Linked DNA regions of Sus scrofa: regions 1, 2 and 4 are each linked to region 3. The links are chromatin contacts, called in public Hi-C and targeted proximity ligation maps. All regions are on one chromosome and are shown on one strand. The core of a region is the stretch at or near the end of the contact, and the rest is flanking DNA. Distances in the headings are between cores, read along the strand shown. Region 1 has its middle 11 kb from the start of PPP1R21. Region 2 has its middle 33 kb from the start of PPP1R21. Region 3 has its middle 170 kb from the start of FBXO11. Region 4 holds the start of MSH6 (DNA mismatch repair protein Msh6).

Region 1 (5,839 bases), core at 1,223-3,722, 290 kb after region 3:
GGCAGCTGTAGCTCCAGTTAGACCCCTAGCCCAGGAACTTCTAAATGCCGCATCTTTTGCCCTAAAAAATCAAAAACAAAACAAAACAAAAAAAACACCTGTTCAACCACCCCCGTGGATTTTCAGCATTTCCAGATCCCTCAGAGGGGCATGTGCATTTAAACTATATTTCTAATAAAATTTGCTTGTCTTCTGGAAAAGACATTTGAGATTGGGAGACATGTGGGGGGATGGGAGGAGGTTTGTAAGGATTAACACTCACATTGATTAGTTGATTAGTTAATTTATTGAACAAACAGGTATGGAGTGCCCTCAGTGTTCTGTGGCCCACATGCCACGTTGGCTTTGAAACTGGGGCTGGGGTCCCCACTCTCTTTCCTTTCTTCCTCTTCTCTTTGGCGTCACCACCACTGTCCAGGTGAGACTCCCTCTCTTTCCTAGACCAAAGCTGCTGCTTCCTAACTGGTCTCACAGTCCTCAGCTTTTCCAACAATTTCTAAGTATTACGCATCTAAGCACATACTTCTCCCCTCATACCCCTTCAGTGGCTCTCCCTTGACTACAGCCCAAGTCCTGGCTCCTCTCTGGGATGCACCTGGCCAGGATCCTCTTCCCAGCTCTGTCTGCAGCCTCTGCTCGTTAGTCACCACCCCCTCCCTCCTTGTTTACTTTGAACAAATCCAATGTGTGCTTACAGTGTGGTTTTCACATGCTGTTCCCTGTGCCTGGAATGCCTTTCCTCTCCCTCCCCCTCAAACCTTCCACTACACCTCAGACTCATCCTGTATTGCTCTCTTTCTCTCATGCTCCACATCCCAGTCTGCCAAGAAACTGAGGTGGATTTCAGTCTACCTCCTTCGAATACCCCCAGAATCTTCTAGGACTCACTGTCTCCCCTACCGCTGACCTCCAATACCATCCTCTTTCTAGCTTCCGAAATGACCCCCTGCTTTGACCCTTGCCCTCCCACCCACCCATGGGTGCTCTCAGTACAGCAGCCCCAGTGGCCTTCTTAGAACCCAAGTCAGGAGTTCTGTGGTGGCCTAGAAGTTAAGGATCTGGCATTATCACTGCTATGGCTTGGGCTACTGCTGTGGCAAGGGTTCAGTCCCTGGCCTGGGAGCCTCTGTATGCCTCATGTGTGGTCAAAAATTGAAAAACAAAGCAACAATTGAAAAACCCCACAAGTCAAGTCATGTCATACCTCTGATCAAAACCTTCCAAAGCAGTGGTGGGCTGGAAGACCTGGTCCCAGCTGCTGAGAAGCCATCCTCATGGCTTCCCTACTGTGTTTGGCGGTGTCACATGGTAGCTTAGAATAAGCCATGGTGAGAGTACTTACACCACAAAAATTGGCAGATGCTAAAAAACCAGGACTTCTTTTTTTGAGACCCAATTTACTAGCACGCCACTGCTGTTTCTATGTCTCCTTGGGGGTTTAGGGTGTGGATAGGAACCTTCAGCATCTTCACTTACTGATTTGCCACAGGAATGGTGACAGGATATAAAGTGTTTTTAATTTTTAAAAACATTTTATGGAAATCATTTATAAGTTGCTTAGAGCCTAGCGGGGGAATCGAACATGGGGTTATGGTTTGTGGCAGAGCTTTGCAGGAAAAGTTTTCGGTCCATAGAATTCTTCGAGGAGGCACTCATCTGGAGAGTGGAGAGGGAGGGGGTGGGGAGACTGTCTGGCAGAGCAAGAGGCATATTGGCTAGCACAGGGCAGCTCAGGAACCTAGAGGCCTCCTTGTTAGACTGCAGGGAACTGTGGTGGTGTGGTCAGGATGAGACTGAGGAGGTAGGAAGTGGCCAGTTGTGTCCACCTTGTAGGCCACGACAAGGATCTGTTCCTCACCCAGAAAGCCACAGGGAACCACCAGAATCTTCCCACTCTTGGAAGCTCCCACTATGGTTCAGAAGTAATGAAACCAACTAGTGTCCCTGAGGACTCAGATTTGATCCTTGGCCTCACTCAGTGGGTTAAGGATATGGCGTTGCTGTGAGCTGTTGCAGTTTCTATTCGATCCCTAGCCTGGGAACCTCCATATGCCACAGGTGTAGCCCTGAAAAAAAAAGAAGAAAAGGAGCTTCCTACCCTCACTGAAGGGGCTTCTGGAGCAGAGGGTAGGATCAAATCTGCAACTGAGAAAGAGCCAGCCCTCCTTTTCTCACCCTTCAAGCCCTGTGTCACTGAGGCCTTGTGAATGGAGCAGGAATGTGGCCGGGAACCCATTGGTCTCTTGGATCATGGCCGGAAGGAAGGGTAAGTGCTGGAGAATCAGCTCCCAGGGTTTGCAGAGCACAGGGCATGGATATCTTTGGGCTCTTCTTCAGTACAGAGGCTTCCCAAGGCTGCATCTCATGGCTCAGGAGGCTTCCAAACAGACAGTCCCCCTCATTTGTCCCAGGGAAGCCCTGTCTGTGAAGACCAGCTTTGTACCTGCTCTGCCAGGCCAGCGGACCAAGGAGGGGCTGCAGCCGGGAGAGGGGTGGCATGTCTCCTTTCCCAGCCATCAGGACGCATCCACACCCTAACTCTAAGCCTCAAGGGAATACGGGATGTCCCAACGCATCCTGTAGAATGACTTAGTAATTTTCCGGTTACTAATTTGCCTGTTCTGTTCAAACAGGCTAATTGTTTCGTCAAAAAGACTCAGGTGTAGTGGGATGAGGTCACTAGAGACGTGCCTAAACAATCACAAACATTGGGCATGGGCGGGGCAAAAGACTCATAATCCTCAACTCAGACTCTTGCCTGATTTTATCTTTCTTAAACAAATACGGTGAGGGCGCGCCCCCTGCTGGTAACATGAGATTATACCAGGAAGAAATAACCCTTCAGCAGAGCCAGACTCCTTCTCCAGTGAGGACAATTGGGTGTAGGTGACGCTTTTGGAACATTCTCAGCGGGGCGTATTAATGGTTATTTCTCAGTGTTGAATGAAATATGAAATAAAGGTGATTATTATAATTCATTCATAATTATGATCTCGGAATGTGTGAATCTTTGTGAACAGTGAAAAATCCACCCAAGCAGAGAAAAGGGAAAATCGATTCCTGGCCTGTTAAGGAAAGAGAACATAACTCTTTATCCTGTCTTTGTTTACCTAGGACAGTTCGTTTTTTTTTTTTTTTTATTATGAAAGTTTTTAAATATACACAAAAATATGACAATATTTCCATATACTTAACCAGCCAGTTTCTGTAATTATCAAGATTTTGTTACTTGGTTTAGGGATGCCATTCATTTTTCAGTTGTTTTTTTCCCCTTAAATGTTACAATCCAGACATGATGTCGCTTTACCCTCAATACCTCAGGATGTGTTTTTTTAAACTGGGCATTTTCTTTTCTTTCTTTTTTTTTTCTTTTTTTCTTTTTTCCTTTTAGGGCCGCATTCGCGGCACATGGAGGTTCCCAGGCTAGGGGATGAATTGGAGCTGCAGCTACTGGCCTTCAACAGCCGCAACAATGCAGGATCCGAGCTGCATCTGCGACCTACACCACGGCTCATGGATACGCCAGAGCCAGGGATTGATCCAAGGATAGAACCTGCATCCACATGGATACTAGTCCGGTTCACTACCGCTGACCCACAAGGCGAGCTCCTGCATTATTTTTTAGATTCCATATGTAGTGAAATCATATAGCATTTGTCTTTCTCCTTCTGACTTATTTCACTAAGCATAACATTATCTAGGTCCATCCATGTTGCTGCAAATGGCAATATTTCATTCTGTTTTTATGACTGAAGTAATAATATCTTCTTAATCCAATCATCTATTGATAGACACTTGGCTATTATAAATGGTGCTGCTAAGAACTGGAGTGCAGTATCTTTTCAAATTAATGTTTTTGTTTTTCCGCATGTATGTCCAGAAGTGGAATTCTTGGGTCATATGGTAGTTCTATTTTTAGTTTTTTGGTTTGTTTGTTTTGTCTTTTGTCTTTTTAGGGCTGCACCCACAGCACATGGAGGTTCCCAGACTAGGGGTCTGATTGGAGCTACAGCTGCAGACCTTTGCCACAGCCACAGCAATGCCAGATCCAAGCCGAATCTGCAACCTACACCACAGCTTACAGCAATGCCGGATCCTTAATCCATTGATCGAGGCCAGGGATCAAACCCTGAACCTCATGGTTCCTAGTCGGATTTATTTCCGCTGCGCCATGACGGGAACTCCTATTTTTAGTTTTTAGAGGAACCTCCATATTGTATTCCATAGTCACTGCACGTATTTGAATTCCCAACAGTACATGAGCATTCCCTTTTCTCCACAGTTCGCCAATCTTTGCTACTTGTGGTCTCTCTCTCCCTTTCTCTCTCTCTCTCTCTTTTTTTTTTTTGTCTTTTTAGGGCTGTACCAGTGGCATATGGAGGTTCCCAGGCTAGGGGTCAAATCGGAGCTGTAGCTGCTGGCCTATACCACAGCCATGGCAACATGGAATCGGAGCTGCATCTGTGACCTACACCACAGCTCACCGCAAGGCCAGGCCCTTAACTCACTAAGCAAGGCCAGGGATCGAACCTGCGTACTCATGGATGCTAGCCAGATTTGTTTCTACTGAGCCATGATGGGAACTCCTGTGGTCTTTTTTGATGATAGTCATTCTGACAGATGTGAGGTAATACCTCACTGTGTTTATTGTTTGCTTTTTAAAATTAATTTTTTTTTTATCCTTTTAGGCCACACTCGTGCATATGGAGGTTCCCAGGCTAGGGGTCGAATCAGAGCTGTAGCTGTTAGCCTATACCACAGCTATAGCAACACTGGATCCAAGCTGTGTCTGCTACCTACACCACAGCTCATGGCAATACCGGATTCTTAACCCATTGAACAAGGCCAGGGATCAAACCTGTATCCTTTCACCTTGAAGAAACAATGGATTCATCTCCTTATTCAGTTGTCATTTATTGAGCACTCACTGCATTAGGAAAAGAAAGATGAATTAGACCTAGACTCTCTGAGACCTCAGGGGCCTCACAGGTGAATTTAGCTTCAGTAGTTCCTGGGTGTTGCCTCACACAGATGTTTATGGACTTTGTAGTGGAAAATACAAAGAGCACCCTGAAGTTGTATGGACACTCCAAAGTCAGGTGTCAGCTGCCTACAGGTAGCAAACGTGTAACTGGCTCTGGGTGGAGGGACCCTAGATTTGTAGCGTTTGTCTATTTCCATGGTATATGTCCTCCTGTCACGGCCAATTTCAAGCTACTAACATGATGTCACTGAATGCAGAGTTGCAAAGATAGACATAGCACATCACTGTGTAGTATCTTCATCATGTGGATACAATGAAAGTAATTTCAAAAGCTTAGATCATAGTTAAACATAGTAAATACAGTAAAATAAGGAAGTGATGAGCTTTGAGCATTTATCTTTGTAATATGTTATTTAATATTCATTTAATTTAATCTTTAATCATGGCTGTGTTGAATAACCCAACATACACAACTCCTGAAAATGTGGCAGTTGGCTCTCTCAAGCCAATATGAGCCTGTTCCCATGCACCACTATTTTACTCATCACAATATTGTGGTATACATAGTGTGGTTGGGGACTTGGAATAATGTGGCTTGGATGACTTTGAGCCATGGAAGATCAGTGACTTCAGGACATAATAGAAGAAAGGAGCTAGGTGTAGAGTTATAAGTTACTTCAACTATGGGGGTTAGTTCGTTTCCTGTTAAAGTGTAACAAATTAAACTTAAAATAACACGTTTAAAATAACACGTTTGCTCTCTCACAGTTTTCCAGGTCAAGATGTCAGAAAAGGGTCTTCCTGAGATAAAATCAGTCTGTTGACAGGGCTGTGTGCCTTTTGAAGGTCCCAAGG
Region 2 (6,474 bases), core at 1,619-4,118, 260 kb after region 3:
ATTCCCCCTATAACTGGTAACTTCCCTCTCCCCAGATATCACTACCTCCTGCACCCGGTGGGGTGTCGCTCCAGGACCTTGCTTCAGGTATGTAAGATCCCCTCTCCATTAAACCATTGATGTCTCTCTTGCTGACTCTTGGTTCTTTCTTTGGTCTTGAAGCTGGGCATGTTCAGGGCTTGCAGGCCTGTGGGGTGCAGCTCAACAGTTGCTATTTTCGATAGGGTGGATGGGGAGGACCTCTTACCTAGGTGGCTCTGAACAGGGATTAGGAGGATGTTCAGGAGTGACAATATACAAATATCCAGAGGAAGGGAACAGTGAATGCTAAAGTAGAGGCTGCAGCTCTTCAATGTATTTATAGCATTAGCAAGAGGACTAGCCATTTCCCTGGAGCATCCTATGCAAAGCTCTGGTAGGGGCTAAGGCCTGTGAAGTATTCAGGTTCCGGGGCCCATATCACAGAGTTCTGTGGCCATCATGATAAGAATTTAGAATCCAAGACCTGGGAGTAAGGGAATCAATTACACTTTCTAAGGCTCGCTACCCCACCTTGAGATTTGGAGTTTGTCCATAGCAAATCTTGAATACAAATTCTATTTTTTGGGGGGGAGGGGGGCACACCTGTGGCATATGGAGTTTCCCTGGCCAGGGGTCGAATTGGAGCTGTAGCTGCTGGCCTACACCACAGCCACAACAAGGCGGGATCTGAGCCGAGTCTGCGATCTACGCCACAGCTCAGGGCAATGCCGGATCCTTAACCGACTGAGTGAGGCCAGGGATTGAACCTGCATCCTCATGGATGCTAGTTAGATTTGTTTCTGCTGAGCCACAAGGGGAACTCCTTGAATTCTTAATTAAATACCTTCTGACAAAACAGGACATCCTCTACTCTAGAACCTGTTAAAATTACCCTTCAAGCCAAAATAACTCTAAAACCAAGAAATGTATAATCCAGGAAGTCAAGAAAGAAGTGGTATTCCTCTAAACTGGTACATATATTACTGTATCTTATTAACAAGTTGTTTCAGAGAGTAAAAATCTTACCTCTTCTCATTAATATAAAGGTCAGGCTATACTACTGAAGTCTATTAAAACACATATTTATTACTTTTAAATGTAATTGGATCTAAGCCATCCAAGTTTTTTATGCCATTAAGGGAATAGAGAAGAATAATTTTATAATTAGCTGATCTGAGAGCTTCCATTAAGCAATTCAAGCATTCCCTTAAGATCTTGTTTACAGTATTAGAGCTCTTAATAGGTAGAGTAAAAGTAAATATAAAACTGAATCTTGATCAAATTATGGCACTATTTACTCTGCAACATCGTAATTCCCTGTTACCAAGCAAACACTTGAAGAACCTAGATGTGTGGTATCCTTCCAGTCAAATGAGCAGGAACCATGTCAGCAGCAGAACTTTCCCCTCACATCTATTAAGATTTCGTTTAAAAGAACTCCCACCCATTTGCTGCCTTCACTTACCCACCGATCTGAATTCTTAAAGGAAATTGTATTATTTATAAATTGGTTTTTCCTAAGTGTGTCTGATAATTCTGAGAATAAGTGTTTCCCTGTAACTTGATTTTGTGTAAATACCATCTTTACCTTCTTTCCAGAAAATGTATGGTCAGATTTAATTCACTTTAACAACAGTCTTGATTCTGCAAATGAGAAATTGCAATATTCATATACTTGCAGCCAGCTCTGAGGGAGGCCAGTGGTGTACTTACACATTTCAGCTGACACACTACAGATTCCTTATCAGTGCAGGTAAAACTAGGACTGTATATAATTTATTAGGGCTCTCTCTTGCTAATTGCTTTCCAGTAGAACTGCAGAAAGGAATTCCCAGTCTCTCTTCTGTTTCCCAGGGGGAGATTGCCTTTGTTACAACTCAACTCTAAGCCTTATATGGAGTTGCTGCTTTCGAAATAGAGCATTAATTGGAAGCAATTATCCAATTATACCAGCTGTGACTATGCTGTATACTGAATATTTACCAAGAAAGGAACACATTTAACAGATGCTTTAATATAGCAGCCTAGCATGATGAATCTGCAATCGACCCTCCAATCACATAGCTAACGTGCTCAATGGCTGAAATATCTAAGAGTACGTGTGTAGCTCATGTCAGTGAAAACAGACCAAATAAAGACTATCAGACCAGTGCAAACATGTGTGATGTAAATTTTAAAACTAATCAAAGAGCTTATGTTTGTTATCTAAAACGTGTGAGATATTTTACAACTGCTTGATTTCAGAAGTAGGTGTGCTTTCAACTTTAATCGATTTTTTAAAAACTTTTTTGATGACTTATGTATATGCACTGAAGGCTTATTACAAGGCTGCCCTTGAAACTGATGCTTTGGAACCACTTTAGGTACTTCTCAGATAAGAACCAGAAGAACCTGCCTTGTGTGAAATTCCACTCTGCAACCAGCGATGTGATAATGAGCTCTGGGTAGTCATTTTCTGCCTATAATCTATTCAGCTTCTCAAGTGCTGACCAAGTACTTGGGCTGGGGGGGCAGCAGGGGGTAGAGGGAGGGTGCGAGGTGAGTTACGCTCTGGCAGGGTTAGTGTTGATTAAATGGATGTGAAGCTAATCCATTTGCTTTCAAGGAATAATATTTTGATGGGTAAAAATTCACTACTAACACCTGCAAAATTGGCTCAGCAAGAAAAGAAGAAAATGTTTCATCAAATTTGTTAGCTGTATATTAAAGAAACAAAACAAAGGAACCAAAACATTTGGCCACCAACTCTTGAGTCATCTTATTGGTGCCGTCTTGACAAAGAGATGCCGTTCCTCTATATACTATGATGTCACCTTTGTCCAATCATAACCTTCCTTATGAGAGTGGGGGATAACTCTCTGGAGATAAGGTGAATGACAGCAGCAAGCAACACAGCAGTCACTAGGCAACAAGATCAGCCTTCAGTGGAAGAGAATTTTCAAACATTTAACCCTCACACTGTCAGGACTTCTTGTTGCTGATATGGCAATAATCTCTGGACAAAAGGCCTAATGTGAATAATGCAGATTTTTTTAAGCTGTGTTTTTAAAGGCAATGAGAGGAAACTTCCTATATAAGGACACTACTTGGTTCGAACAGACCTGTGAAGTTGGAAATTTTTAAAACCTCTTTTTCACAAGGGTTACAATGTAATTTACGTGATTATCTTTTCAGTGTCTTTAGATGTGTTATTCACTGCTCCTCATAAATGGGGCTGTCACACAGGTGTGTGGTCTGTGCCGAAAACAAAGTCAAGAGGGTTAGTGGAGCTAAAATAAGCCTGCGCTCCATGTGTTCACACAGTCTTTTTTTTTTTTTGGCCATGCCAACAGCAGGCAGCAATTCCTGGGCCAGGAATGCTATAGCAGTGACAATGCCAGATCCTTAACTACTAGGTCACACACACTCTTGGTCAAGTATTCTTGAGAAAGTCATCTTTATCTGATTTGTTGCTCTGATGGGGTGACATTTTGTAATTTGTCCCCCTTTAGTGGTGCTATTTCCTAATTTGCACAAAGTTGCTGTATGAGCGCTTGGGGAGGGACCCTGCAAGTACATTTTATTTATCCTTTTTTTTTTTTTTTTCTTTTTTTTAGGGCAGCACCTGTGGCATATGGAGGTTCCCAGGCTAGGGGTCAAATCAGAGCTGTAGCTGCCAGCCTACACCACAGCCACAGCAACACCGGCTCCTTAACCCACTGAGTGAGGCCAGGGGTCAAACCTGCATCCTCATGGATACTAATTGTGTTTGTCACAGCTGAGCCACGATGGGAACTCCTTTTTATTTTTTTAATAGCCTCACCTGTGTCATATGGATGTTCCCAAGCTGGGGGTAAAATTGGATCTGCAGCTGCTGGCCTACACCACAGCAACAGTAAGGCCTGATCCAAGCCACATCTGAGACCTACGCCACAGCTTGAGGAAATACTGGATCCTTAACCCACTGAGTGAGGCCAGAGATGGAATCTACATCCTCACGGGTTACCATGTCAGGTTCTTAACCCACTAATAAGCCACAACAGAAACTCCAAGTACATCTTATTTGTCCAACTAGTCAGAAAGTTGTGCAAGATTGTCTCTCCTCTTTTGCACTTGACTGTGCTAGAGAATTTAGCACATGGCTGAACAGATCCAGGTGTGGACTGGTGGTATTTTTCCCAAACCGGATTCCCAGAATCATCTTGTTCAGACTGTTTTGGTTTCCAGAAAAGCAAGGGTTTTTTTAGAATTTCTCTCATGAAATTAAGGTTTTCTTTGTTGTTTTTTTGGGGGTTTTTTGTCTTTTTTTGCCATTTCTTGGGCCGCTCCTGCGGCACATGGGAGGTTCCCAGGCTAGGAGTCTAATCGGAGCTGCAGCCACCGGCCTACACCAGAACCACAGCAACGCGGGATCGGAGCCAAGTCTGCAACCCACACCACAGCTCAGGGCAACACCGGATCCTCAACCCACTGAGCAAGGGCAGGGATGGAACCCGCAACCTCATGGTTCCTAGTCGGGTTCGTTAACCACTGCGCCACGATGGGAACTCCCAGAAATTAAATCTTTGTTAATTTAAGAGATCTAATAATTTAATATTTTTCCTGCCCTCTGTTGAACAACATAATTTCCTTATGAAGTCTTTTTTTTTTTAAATCGAAGTATAGTTGATTTATGGTGTTGTATTAGTTTCTAGTGTACAGCAAAATGATTCATTTATACATGTATTTATGTTCTTTTCCATTATGGTTTATCATTATGGATTCCATTATGGATATTGAATACAGTTCCCTGTGCTATATCCTTGTTGTTTATCCATTCTATATATAAGTTTGCATCTGCTAGTCCCAAACTCCCACTCCTCCCCCCACGCGCCCCCTCAGCAACCACAAGACTATTCTCTGTGTGTGAATCTGTTTCTGTTTTGTAGATAAGTTTATTTGTGTCATATGTTAGATTCCACATATAAGTGATCTCATATGGTATTGTCTTTGTCTTTCTCTTTCTGACTGACTTAGAATGATAATCTCCAGATCCATCCATGTTGTTGCAAATGGCATTATTTCATTCTTTCTTACGGCTGAATAATACAAATATATATTGAATGGGTGTGTGTGTGTGTGTGTGTGTGTGTGTGTATACATATACACCACATCTTCTTTACACATTCATCTGGACATTTAGATTGTTTCCATGCCTTACCTATTGTAAATATTGCTGCTAAGAACATAAGAGACCATGTATCTTTTTGAATTACAGTTTCGTCCAGTTATACGCCTGAGTGGGATTGCTGGATCATATGGCAACTCTATTTTTAGTTTTTTGAGGAACCTCCATACTGTTCTCCATAGTGGCTGCACCAATTTACATTCCACCAACAGTGTAGGAGGGTTCCCTTTCCTCCACACCCTCTCCAGCATTTTTTCTTTGTAGACTTTTTATTATGGCCATTCTGACCTGTGTGAAGTGGTACCTCATTGCAGTTTTGACTTGTCTTTCTCTAATAATTAGTAGTGCAGAGCATTTTTCCCTATGCCTATATGTCTTCTTTGGAAAAAATGTATGTTCAGGTCTTATGCCCATTTTTAAATTGGTTTGTTTGGTTTTTTTTTTTTGATATTGAGTTATACGAGCTGTTTGTATATTTTGAAAATTAAACCCTTGATAACTTAATGTTATCTTAGTGTTGGTAGGTGTACATACATTATTACAAACTTTCTGAATAGCTGTCAATGCAATTTTTGAATGTTTGCATTTAACCTAGAAATTTAATTTTAAGAAATTTAACCCAAGAAAATAATAGGATAAATTTGCAAAAATGCGGAAGTATTTTTAAAAGTTCATTACAGAGTAGTTTACAATAGAGGTAATCTAGAAATAAATCTAGTACCCATCAATGGAGAAGGTTAAGATCAATTCTATCTTCAAGATAGAATAAAATAGTACAAGATTTTCAGTAGGGATTAAATATATGGGTTAACATTGAAAAATAGCTACAATCAGTTGTTAAATGCAAAATGGAACAGAATGTGTAGCATTTGTTTATTTAATATGTATTAAATATGCTTAAGACACCTAAAGGAAGAGTTCCCTTGTGGTGCAACAGGAACTTCCACATGCCATAGACGATGCCAAAAAAAAAAAAAAAAAAAAAAAAAAAAAAAAAAGAAGTCTAAAGGACTTCTAGCAAAGTTTTAAGAGGGGTTATCTCTGGGGTGTGAGGCTAATTGACAGGAAAGTACTTTGTACTAATAATTCTGTATTGTTTGAATTTTACCCTGTGTATAAGGTAAACCCAAAGTCTTACCTCTTTTGTAAATAGACGTGTATGTAGACAGGTAGATAGAAAAATAAATACATAAGCAGATAAATAAAGTGATTAGTTTATCTGTCTCTGCTGATCTTAACTCGAGATAGAATATAATTTTTGGCTAGAATTTCCTGTAGTATTATCATTATACTAATAGTCCCTCTTT
Region 3 (6,044 bases), core at 2,934-5,433:
GCTATTTCTATTTCTTTGTGTCATCCACAGTGCTTGCATACAGTCGGTGCCTGGTACAAATAGATGCTCTGTAGATACTGTCTGACTGATTGTTGTCCTCACCACCCTACTTGTCACCAAGGTGGGCTTTCAACTGTCATCTGGGCCACCTACAAGTTCTGTCCATCTTAAGAATTCTAATCAATTAAAGTGGCTACTCTCACCATAGTGGCCACTGTCTTCTCCATTTATAAGGTACATAGTGTGGGTTCAAGGGAAGAGGAAATTAAGAGAAGACACACAATTGAAAGCAAAGGTCCCAATCCCAGCATCCATTCAGACCAAGCGGCTACTGAAGGCTTCATGGGCTCTAGCGCAGGGCTTCCCAAACTTGGATGTGCGTCTAAATCCCCTGGGAATCTCGTTAAAACACATATTCTGATCCAGCAGGTCCTGAGTGGGACCTGAGATCCTGCATTTCTAACAAGCTCCTGGACAATGCCCTTTGAGGAACAAGAAGCAAGGATGCTCTAGACCCCTACCTGGCCCAGGGTATCTTAAGAGTGCTAGAAGCTGATCCTGAGCCTCTCTACCTCAACCCTTCTGCCGTCCCTCAGACATCAGCTTCTGGGTAAAAGGAAAGGGACTGAAGCAATTATGAGCACTATGGCCCCTGAGTGAGTCATTCCAAGTCCCTTTCCTCACCCCATTCCCCACTGCTCCTGAAGATCCCCCTTTAGACAATCTGAAGAGAAAGGCAAGATTGAACCCCACCAAAACATTGCCCAGAAAAGGGAGCATAGACTGGCTGTTAACGTGCCTCACAGTTTTCCTGAGGAACAGGCCCACTTGGCTGCAATTTTTGTGTGTGGGTACCATGATACCCCTATAAGCAACAGAGTTACCTTTTTAACAGAAAAGATATTTTAATTTATATAGTTTATGGAACATATGTGTAGACTACATATATTTTCATTTTTTCCATTCTTTTGCTACCACTAAACATACCCCCAAAAGTTCATTAAGGTTAAATTAAAGAAAGGAAGAAACTGGAATTTATTGAGCTATTACTATGTTACCAAAACCGTGATGAGTATTTTCATGCACATTAGCTCAATCCTCACAATGCCCCTGCAAGATGGTGTTACTACCCTATTTTATAGTGAGGATACTGAAACTCAAGGAGTTGGGTAATTTATCCAGGACTACCCAGCAGGGAAAGGAGCCCAGATAAGTTTGATTGAAAAGTTTCCTTCCATCATATGATAATAAACACTAACATTTGCAGTGAGTTTACTATGAACCAGACACTACTCTAAGCACATATATTACCTCATATAGTGTTCATATCAATCTTAGGCAGGTACTATAATCACTCCCATTTTACAGATGAAGAAACTGAGGCACACACAGGCCAAATTACTGGCCCAAGTTCATAAAGCTAAAGAGTGATGAAGTAGGATTTCCATCCAGGCAGCCTGACTCCAGAGAAGTACACTCAAATATTGCTCTATATTGCCTATCGATTTCCTATCAACTGCTTAACTCTCACAATTGAGTGGAAATCATCTCTTCCATTGTTATGTCATCTTTTCTAATTCAGGGTACACACTGTACCACCTGTAATATTTTCATTTACCACACTAGTAAAGTCTACATTTTTGTTTTCCAACTAAGACTGCTTAGGGCTTGGGAACCTCTTTGTACCCAGCAAAGGCTGGGATTTTCAAGAAGAATCCTCTTCCCCATTGGATGGAACTTGAAGGAGTCTGAAAGAGTCTGGGGAGTCATGTGCTTCTTCATCAACCCATCACCCTATCCCACCTTGACCAGCAGCCCTAAGACAGAGGCAAATAGATGAGGCTGACTGGCCAACTGAGCAGGGCTGGCCCTGCAGGAGTCCAGTCTATAGACATAGTAAATGTTGGGTGCACACACAGGACCCATTTCTTACTGACTGGGAATGTTTTGTCACTCTGCATTATTTTTAACCTATTTCTTATTTACCTATCACACTCCTCAGTCTTGTTATCTTACCTGAAGGAATCCAGAAGGAGAAGGTAGCTTCATATTTGAGTGCACAAAAGCTGCAAACTTATGTTCCTTTTGCTCTCCCTCTAGCTATGTGACTATGAGCAGGTTATAAGAGCTTTTTTGAACTTCAGTTTCCTCACCTTTTACAGGAATTATGCTTCGAAGGGTTGCTGATAGGAATAATGAATAAGTGCCTTGCTTATTATAAGGCTATCATGAATAGCTATTTGTTCATACAATTTATAAATACATTCCTTTCGAGTGAATAAATGAGTTGAATGAATACAGGGGAAGGTTGGAAAGCCTGGTCCTCCCCCAACCAGCAAACAAGCCACTTAGCTTCTTTAAAAAAAAATGTACATTTAGAAATTTATTATTTTGGGTGAGAGCTGGTTAAATAGAGAACACTTAAGTTTGTATGGGAAGGTTCCAAAGACAAACTTCCTTAACTTTGTAGCTTTGCTGGGGGCTAGGCCAACTGGGCAACTAAAGATAGGACAAGCCTCTCAATCTCTCCTTTGCCTCAACCCTGACCCAGCTCAGAACTGAAGCCCAAGGCTTTCCACTGGAGACTTCCATAATGACAGGATGTTTTTCTTTTTGGGGGGGTGGGTAGGAAGAGGGGAGCACATAATGTGACTACTTTCTTTCTATGAGCAGAGCATACAGCAAAATAAGTTATTTATTTTGTGGTTGCTTTTAGAGAGAAAAAAAATTACTGAAGAAATGTAATGTTCTGTGGCAATATGAGTGCACCTACCGATAGGACTGAAAACTTTTTTGAAAAGAGAAAACAAAGTCTGAAAGCAAAAAATAATTTTTCTTGTTCTGATAGACTTTAAAAGAAGATGGTGGGTTTTTTATTATCTTTTTTTATTCTTGTTATATCTAATGAATGGGTATTTTCATGATGAACAAATGTCATGAAAACCAGTTTATTCTCCAAATCAAGATACATCTGGTTTACCGATTGTAACATCTGTTTTTTTTTAATGGGTTGTGTTTAACTTGTAAAAATAAAATAAAATGCAATTAACATCACCCATATGCTCAATACAATGAGTAAATGACTTGTAAGTTTTAAAACTTCTAGGACTGGGTTTCTAATGTAATTACAATGGGTTGTAAAAGTGAGTGAAACTAGTTTCCCAAGGTAGGGTGTCTATTCAACATTTACTGGTATCTAAAACACTTTGGAGTAAGGCAGTAATCATCCAGGAAGAAATGACTACTGTTCAGTGACTCATCAATCCATGAATTCAGCACTAATTACAGTGCCTCAGTTTCCCTATTTTATAAAAACGAAGCTGCCACCTGCCTGCTTCTCTGGAGTGTTTGAAAAAAGCCCAAGGAGATAATAGTCCGTGTGTTTTGAAAATACAAAATACATTATAAATGCTAAGTAATAATACAATAATAACAGGGAGTCTTTAATAACAGGGGTCCTTTAATAATACTCATCAAGCATAATAACATTACTAACTAGTAGGAACAAGACTGTCTTCTTAATCATTAGTTTGTATCATGGGAAATTGGTTGGGGTTTGGCACCTCATTCAGGTTGGTTTTGGTGCCTCAGGAGGAAGAAGAGCTCCTTAATAAGGCTGGTCTCTCCAACTAACTGTTGGCTGTCTTTAGGAAGAGGCATGCATGCAATTAGCCGAGGAGGGGGCAGATGCCTCTGAGTTCAACTCCTATGCCCAGGGAACACGATTTAAAAATTTCCATTCCTAGCTGGTCAGGGGAAAGAAGGAAAGGTACTTTGGGGATCCAAGAAAGTTGCCAGCAGGCTAGCCCTAGCCAGTCGCCCAGTGTGGCCACCCAATCCTGCCACAAGATGGCGACAATCCAGCTGGAAACACCTGCCTGAGCTGGCCACGTGGGTTTCCAGACTGGAAGGACTTCCTCCCTCAGACACAAAGAAGGGATCGTTTGGATACTCACAGAGCTGGGATTGCGAACCTTCCTGAGACAAAGTCGGCCAGGGGAAGAAGTAGGCGGCTTCCTTCTCACCCCCGTGAGCTTCAACTTCATGGGGCTGAAAAGCTTGAGGGGAATATGTGCAAAAGCACCCCGAGAAATTCCAGGTTTTAACCCCTCCCTCTGCATAGAGCCCGGATAGACACTTCCTGGACCGGCGACATTCCAGGGATTCCGGCAGGGAGAGCGGGTGCTTCCCCGGGTGGGGTGCGTCCAACCCAGCGGTGCTCTGGTCCTCCCCTGCGTGGGACCGGCTGAGCAAGCCGCTGAGACTGGGGATGGGCTGAACAAATCTCATCCACCCCGCCCCTGGGACCCCAGTGCTTTTAACAGCTTGGAACCTCAGACTTGAGGAGGGCTGGAGAGGGCTGTGCTCCTAAGCTCTAAATCAGGACAGCACCCACAAAGGCGCTCCCTCCTCTTTTCGCACATTTTGCCTGGGAAAAGGTCTACAGGCCTTCCGGGCTTGGGGGAGGGGGTGCTCTTTGTTTTCTTTTCTTTTGTTTCGTTTTGAATACAAGGAACCCACCACACCCACGTTTGTCTCAGTCAGAAGTAAACTTGCTTTGAAACAGAGTTATTAGGAAATACATAGATTCCCACCTCTAAGTCACAGGGTGAAGTTCCAAATGTGGTGTTTGGAACCCTCCTGGGTTGAGCAGAGCCTGGGCCTGGTTAGCCAGGCCTCCATCTTCTAACCCTTGGCCTTACCGTGGCAGCCCAGGGCTGATTCCCTGCTTCTCCAGCCAGGGTCTTTGGCCAGCACTAGGGAGCAGGCAAGGGAAACTCAGAACAGCAGGTGTCAACTGCCCCAGCCTCCCCTCGGTTAGCTACTTATCTGCCCACCCTTCTGGGCTGTGGATTGGGAGTAATAGTAAGAGTGAGCATTGTCTGAACATGTACCACAAATGATTGATTACCATTTCAAAGCCTTACACACTATCATTATCTCCTTTTACCATGGAGAAATCAAAGGCTTAGAGATGAGTAATTTGCCCAAGGCCACACAACTCTTAAATAGTCAAGCAGGGAGCTGAATCCAGATCTACATTTCTCCAAAGCACCAAAGTACCTCCTTAGGTAGCTCTCACTGCACCACTGGGAGACAGCTGGGTCAAGTATAAAGAAAGACATACTTGGTGCTATGATTGTACTTACACACTGTGGGTGGGGTGGGGAAGACCAAGGATATTTTAGACTCCTCTTGCCTTTGAATGTGTGCTGGAGAACTGGGTTAGCTTGGCCTGCCTTCTTTCTTCCCTTCCACAATTGTTTACTGAGTGCATGTTATATACCAAGAACTTGCCTAGGCACTGAAATATTGCAGGGGACAAGGCAGATGACACAGACTATGTGATCTTTTGATCTTTGGTGTGTCCTTTAATGTACTACTTTTTTTTTTTTTTTTTTTTTTTTTTTAAGGGCCACACTCATGACACATGGAGGTTCCCAGGCTAGGGGTCGAATCCAAGCTACAACTCCTAGCCTACACTACAGCCATAGCAACAGAGGATTGGAGCCATGTCTGTGACCTACACCACTTCTCACAGCAACGCAGGATCCTTAACCCACTGATCAAGGCCAGGGATCGAACCTGAATTCTCATGGATACTAGTCAGATTTGATTCTGCTGCGCCACAACAGAAACACCTATGTGCTAGTTTTTAAATTATTGTTTCTCACCCCAACTCATCTTCTACATGTGGCTTTAAAATGCTGAGGCTCAAGAATCTACAAACCATGTTTCTCTTCTGCTGCTGTTCCCTGTTAATAAGCTCTGCTAATAGGGGTGCTGGAGAGAACCTCAAAGCAGAAGAAGGAGGAAGGACACACTTCTTTTTGCTGGCTTGCTATCCCTATCAGCCTCACCCCAGCAACAGTGGAAATTCTGGCCTCCAGGTTCCTTCAGCACCCCAATGCAGTGTCATTATGCCCCTCAACTGTATAAATTATAGGGGGTCAGCCTGGGGGTCCCTTCTCTGATCTAGGTCTTCATAACCCCAGCTCTTTCTTTTCTTTCCCTGGTCCTGGTGTAACAACTGCTTTCTCCAG
Region 4 (5,897 bases), core at 2,524-5,023, 290 kb before region 3:
ACGGAATTCTTTCAGGCAGTTAAGGGGGAGATAATAAAAGAAACTTTCCAAGTATTCTATTTCTTTAAATTCATCAGCCTAAATTAATCCTCATGTCAAAGAGATACATCTTAGGGTGAAAAATTTTGTTCCCTACTCTCTCCTCTGGATGTGACTGTCTGATTCATAGCTGTATCTGCTGGGCCGACATCAGTGCCTGGCACAAAGAACCAAGTTGAAGGAGGTGTCACATGAGTGGGGAGCACAGGTGCAGAGAACACACAGTTAACTCTTGAGGAATATTTTACCTCCCCCACCCCCACTGATGAGTCATCTCAGAATAAATGTGTCCAGAATTTTGGATATAAATACCACTGATTCCTGCTCTTCTGGTTTTTTTCCCCTAGACTTCATGCTTTCTATTTCCACACTCTTTCTTCTGTAGAGAACAATGTAGCTCAATTAGGTTACTGTTTATTAAATACAGTCTATTCTCAACATAGCAGTCTGTGTCAGATCAGGTCATTCGTCTACTCAAAACCTGCATGGCTTCCCAGCTCACTGACAGTCAAAGCCGTAAGTCCAAGGAGGGCTTGGATGATCTGCCCTTGCCTTTCTTCCTTGACCTCATGAACTACTGCTCCCCACTCCCCCCTGCCCCACACCCCAGTTCATCCTCCTCCAATCATTCTAGCCAACTTGCTGTTCCCAAACTCAAGGTGTTTGCTCTTCACTTAGAGGCTGTTGACTTCTGCCTAGAAGGTTTTGCTCTTGGACTCATGGAAATGGTTAAGACCTCTCAAATGAGTTCTCACTGTGGCTCAGCGGTAACAAACCTGGCTAGTAACTGGGAGGATGCAAGTTCGATCCCTGGCCTCACTCAGTGGGTTAAGGATACAGCATTGCCATGAGCTGTGGTGTAGGTCGCAGATGCAGCTCAGATCTGGCATTGTCATGGCTGGCAGCTGCAGTTCCTATTGAACCCCTAGCCTGGGAACTTCCATATACTGCAAGTACGGCCCTAAAAAGACAACAAAACAAACAAGACTTTCCAAATGAGAAGAAGCAAAATCTATTTACTCAGCACCAGCTACATACAGCAAGGGAGTCAGCCACCGTGATTTGCATTTGGCAATGACTCAAGGGCATTGCTACAGGTGTTGCCATTCAGCTCCCTGGCCTGGTTGCTGCAGCTATGGATGACTTCCTGAGCTGGTTGCTGCAGACTGAAGCCAAATCACAATCCCTGCAGCAACCAGTCCAGAAGATGAAGACCTCTGCAGCAGTTGCCCCAGAACTGTCAGGACTTGGTCTGTGGCTAGTCAGCTTCTCTATTTTTTTATCCCCACTTCCAACTTAGGGCTAATCAGAGAATATGTTCCCCAAACCAATCGCAGAGGATGCTCTACTTCTAGTTCGCCCACCTCCAGCTTCCCCATGTCAGCTCCCTCCAGTCACAGGATACCCGAAGCCTTCCCTTTTTCACTATGAAGCTTTTCTACTCCTCTGCCTGCCTTTGAGTCTCTGCCAGAGGCCCAGTGGTAGTAAGAAGCTCTGAATAAGTAGCCTCTTCTGTTTGTTCCTAGTTGGGTATTCTTCATGTATTTCTACACACAATATGTACCTTCTGCGTGGAGAAGCCTGGGTGATTTCCCTCACCAAGGGATTATGTGTTTAATGATTCTAAGATGTGTGACTTCTTGCTTGTTTAATGGAGTTTGTGGGAGGCATCTAACTGTCCTCCAAAATTTGGTTCAAAGCTATAATTGTTCTCATTAATGATGAGGAAACAAGTTCAGAGAAATAAAATTGCTCAGTTATCTGGCTGGTGGGCCAGGGTCAGAGACTAGGTCTTGATTTACCCCACAAGCACTGGCTCATAACTTCTGTCCTATAACTGGCTCATTCTCCCTGAGCCTGCAGTTCCTCTTTGTAAAACAAGAATAATAATATCACATGAAATTGAGCCAAATGAAAGAGAATTTTTGTACTTCAAAAAAGGTTGAATATTGACAATTTCATACGGTTCAAACTAATATAAGGTTGTTGTGAGGATTAAATAACATAAGATGATGTTAAATTGAAGGCAGGATAACATTTCTATTAGTAACATGGGTCTCTAGAAACACTTCTCAAAAGTGTTTAAATTTCTACTCCATCCTTTTTCTAGCTGTTTGGTCTTAGGCCATCTGATCCATCTGTGCCAGTTTCTTCACCCATAAACTGAAAATATAATACAGGTCAACAATTCCTTACATGTAATTCTGAAATCCAAAAAACTCTAAAAAATAAACGTTCTGTGGCAAACTCATTTGGTAGCAAATTTTGACCTGAGCTGACCTATATTTTGACCTGAGCTGATCAATATTTATATTGATCTCACTTAGTATGAATAAGCATATGTTCTGCTCAAGAAACATTTGACTTCAGGGTGTTACCCCAGACCCTCTGGGGGTATCCTGTGTTATACCCTCAGAGGGAATAGTATTGTTTCAAATACTACTTCTGAAACAAAGTTGATTTTATTACTTGCCCAGCAAAGGAGAAATGTGTGGCAGAACACAGCCTCCTGCACAAAGCAAAGAGTTGATCCTAGACATGTTTGTACTAAAAGCACAGCTACTGCCGATTGCGGCTGGTTTCTGGAATTCTGGATTCCATAGTTATAACGTTTGGGATTAGGGCCAAAGAGCTGTCAGTCTTCCAACTTCTTTCCTGAATCTGAAGAATAAGAACCTTTTTTTTTTTTTTTTTTTTTTTTTGTCTTTTTCAAGGGCCGCACCTGGGGCATATGGAGGTTCCCAGGCTAGGGGTCTAATGGGAGCTGTAGCTGCCAGCCTAAGCCAAAGCCACAGCAACGCCATATCCGAGCTGCATCTGTGACCTACACCACAGCTCACAGCAGTTCTGGATCCTTAACCCACTGAGCAAAGGCCAGGGATGGAACTGGCAACCTCATGGTTCATAGTCGTATTCATTAACCCCTTGAGCTACAACGGGAACTCCGAAGAATGGGAACTTTTTATTCACAGCTTGTGACTTTTCTAAAATCTGAAAAATCCTGCATTCTGAGACACCTGGCCCATGAAGTTCAGATAAGGAACAGTGGGCCTGAAGTACTTACCTCTTAGGTTATTTGGAGGATGAAATTGGTTAATCTTTGCAAAAGGATTGGATTGATGCCTTGCAGAGGAAAGCAGTGTAGCTGGCAGATTTGTTCATCATAAAGGGCCTGCTACTTAGCATGAATTTGTAAAGTATTTATTTCCTACTCTGTGCAACGCTTTGAGAATATAACGTGAACAAGTGTGAACAGGAAATGTGATTTTCTGCTGAGTTACGTCTGGATCTTTTTTTTTTTTTTTTTTTTTTCGGTTTCTTAGGGGAAGCGTTCTAACCGCAGGATTTTTCAGGCAGGTGCTGGAAGACTGTCCCCTTGGGTTTATTCCTTGCACCGCGGCCACTCTCGCCTACGCGGTGCACACGCCGGTCCCCGCGTGACTGCAGCCCCAGTGACCCCGAGATTCTCCCCCCAAAAAGAACGTCTTTCCCGAGGAGGATAACCCCGCAGCCGCATCCCGCTTGGGCGGTGGTGCTCCACTCCCAACCAGTACCCCCTCAGGCCGGCCGTTTCCACCGCTGGGGGCGTCACCGCCAGCTGCCTGGCGCAGAGTGCCAGCCCCTCCTCTCCCCACGTCGCCTGGCGCCCGAGTGGGCGGGGCCGGACGCGCAGCGCCTATGACGACGCCCGCGCACTCCCAGGCGCCTGCCGATTGGCCTCTGGGGCCAGTGTTCCTCCCGCGGAGCGCGCCTCCTCCCAGATTTCCCGCCAGCAGGCGCCGCGCGTTAGGGTCCGTGCCTCTGGTGGCTCGGTCCGACTGAGCGGTTGGGCCTCGGCGACCTTCGCTATGTCGCGACAGAGCACGCTGTACAGCTTCTTCCCCAAGTCTCCTGCGCTGACTAATGCCAACAAAGCCCCAGCCAGGGTCTCAAGTGAAGGCAGCGCCCCCGCCGCTGCCGCCGGGGCCTCTCCTTCCCCAGGCGGGGATGCGGCCTGGAGCGAGACTGGGCCTGGCTCGGGGTCCCCGGCGGGCTCCGCGTCGCGGGCTGAAGCGAGGAAACTTAACGGAGGGCTGCGGAGGTCGGCAGCGCCTGCTGTCCCCGCCAGGTAGCGGGGTGGAGGGGTGGGTGTGGGGAGGTTGCCTCAGGGGCTTGAGGGGCGCTTAGCCAGGCCCTGGGCTCCGAGGAGGTGGGGCTGCACAATTGGCTGGAAAGAGTGCGGGGACTGAGTTTGTAGCATGGCGCGCGGGGGGTGGGGTGGCGGTGTAGCTTGTAAACAGAGTGGGAGGAAATAGGCCGTGCTGGAAGAAGGGTTGGAGGGCAAGAAGGGTTGGTTGGAGGGAACGCGCCTAGTTTGTTGGTAGGGGAGGAGACGCGGTCCGCCAGGTGGGGGGGCTGGGTGGGTGGGGGGATGGAAAGTGCTCGGGTAGGGAGGAGAAAGGGGAGATGGGAGCGTTGGGGGTGGGGCGGGAAGGGAGAGGAACCAGCCTCCTCCGCTAGGGGTGCGCCCCCGCCCCCGGGCCCCGAGGGAGGGAGGGGGTGGTGCCGGCCCGCGGCAGGGCTGGGGTGGCGGGAAAGAGAAATCTCTTTTGGAGAGGCTGAATGCCTACAACCTGCAGGCCACGGGGGCGCGGCGTGCCGCGAGTAGGATTCCCGGAGGTTCTGAGCTGGGGTAGTGAGTTGGGGGGTCCTGTAGTCGTTCGAGGAACAAGCTCGGAGGTTTGGATAAGAGCCTCAGATGCCAAGGCTCTAAGGGGGCGATGGGCCCCCGGCTTGGATATGTGGGTTGTGGTGGGGTGGACAGCGAGTCGAGAGCGCGGGGGTGTGTCACCTCGTGGACCAAGGGGCCTGATTGGCCTGAGTGAGGATTACCCGGGCCGGGGCGCGCAAAGTGCTGGGATACCGCTGGGTCATCCCTTTGGTAGACAGCCTATGCACAAAAACAGAAGGAAAGTTCAGGAGCAGGGTTAATTTTGACACGTGTCGAGTTGAAAAAAATGTTGAATTTAGAAATAGCACATCTTTTGTTGACGATTCCAGGGGAGATGGAGCGCGGGATTTTCTTCGGAATTGAGTGTGAGCATCTAAAGGCCCTCTGGGCTAGGCTGTATGGACGCGGTTATGGGGAAGCCTGCCTGGAGGTGTCCTCCTCGCCCTCTCGGCAGTTCGCTGCAGTTACCAGGGCTTGGCTGGCCTTTGTCGGAGTAGCGGGCGACATTTTGAAAAGCTCGCATTTACTGTATCTCGGATACTGTCTTAGGCATAAAGTGTAATGGTAGCCGCCTGAGAGGATGAAGAAGTAGAATTACAGAAAAAAAATAACGCATTCAAGATCAGAGAGTTGTTTCATGGTTCGGTAGTTGATTTCGAATGTCCCGAGTTTTAGCTGTCCTATAGATTTTTCAGTCTGAGTATGATTATAGTGTTATCCTTCTTTAAGCGACCCTTTCATGCAGTTTATAGTTTTCTGAAGAATAGCAGGCTATGCCACCCCAAAATATGCTTCTGGCATAGAGATTATTTTGAGCTCATTATGTTTGAGAAACTGGACACACCGGAGAGGCTCTGAGAACCTTAGAAGTTATTCTTCAGCAAGGCAAATTTACATTTAAAAAGGAAATGATCCTTTGTCTCCCTCTCTGAACTTGAAGAGAAAGAAGACTAAATCACAACCATACCCTCGTTGTTTTTTTTTTTTTCTTCTTTTTTTTCTGGTAACCTCCCTTAACTGTCCCGCCTCCCCCAACAACAACAAACATCTTTCTTGTGTCTTTAGTTGGGGTGGATGTTTAACTCTGGGAGTTAGTTTTCCTTATTATCTCCAGTGTATACAGGGAGATAATAAGATAAACTTTTAT

Evidence for each region. Hi-C and Micro-C count contacts between places; a contact is called where the count stands out from the background.
Region 1: a Hi-C map of retroperitoneal adipose tissue shows a contact between it and region 3, with 5 times the contacts expected there. A contact is called at or near these places in 2 of 5 promoter capture datasets (fetal liver and liver), 34 of 47 Hi-C or Micro-C datasets (adipose tissue, alveolar macrophages, blood and 16 more) and 2 of 2 datasets of targeted methods (alveolar macrophages and skeletal muscle).
Region 2: a targeted proximity ligation map of alveolar macrophages shows a contact between it and region 3. A contact is called at or near these places in 1 of 47 Hi-C or Micro-C datasets (embryonic fibroblasts) and 2 of 2 datasets of targeted methods (alveolar macrophages and skeletal muscle).
Region 4: a targeted proximity ligation map of alveolar macrophages shows a contact between it and region 3. A contact is called at or near these places in 1 of 5 promoter capture datasets (fetal liver), 3 of 47 Hi-C or Micro-C datasets (fetal skeletal muscle, heart right ventricle and skeletal muscle) and 2 of 2 datasets of targeted methods (alveolar macrophages and skeletal muscle).

The regions. Positions count from the first base shown.
Region 1 is chr3:92,235,639-92,241,477 of Sscrofa11.1, reverse strand. No RefSeq gene overlaps it. Among named protein-coding and RNA genes, the nearest start is that of PPP1R21, 11 kb to the right of the region's middle.
Region 2 is chr3:92,257,180-92,263,653 of Sscrofa11.1, reverse strand. No RefSeq gene overlaps it. Among named protein-coding and RNA genes, the nearest start is that of PPP1R21, 33 kb to the right of the region's middle.
Region 3 is chr3:92,523,625-92,529,668 of Sscrofa11.1, reverse strand. No RefSeq gene overlaps it. Among named protein-coding and RNA genes, the nearest start is that of FBXO11, 170 kb to the left of the region's middle.
Region 4 is chr3:92,812,030-92,817,926 of Sscrofa11.1, reverse strand. It overlaps MSH6 (DNA mismatch repair protein Msh6), which reads left to right and starts at 3,773. Exons shown (of 10, transcript XM_005662566.3): 1 at 3,773-4,147. The coding sequence starts at 3,888.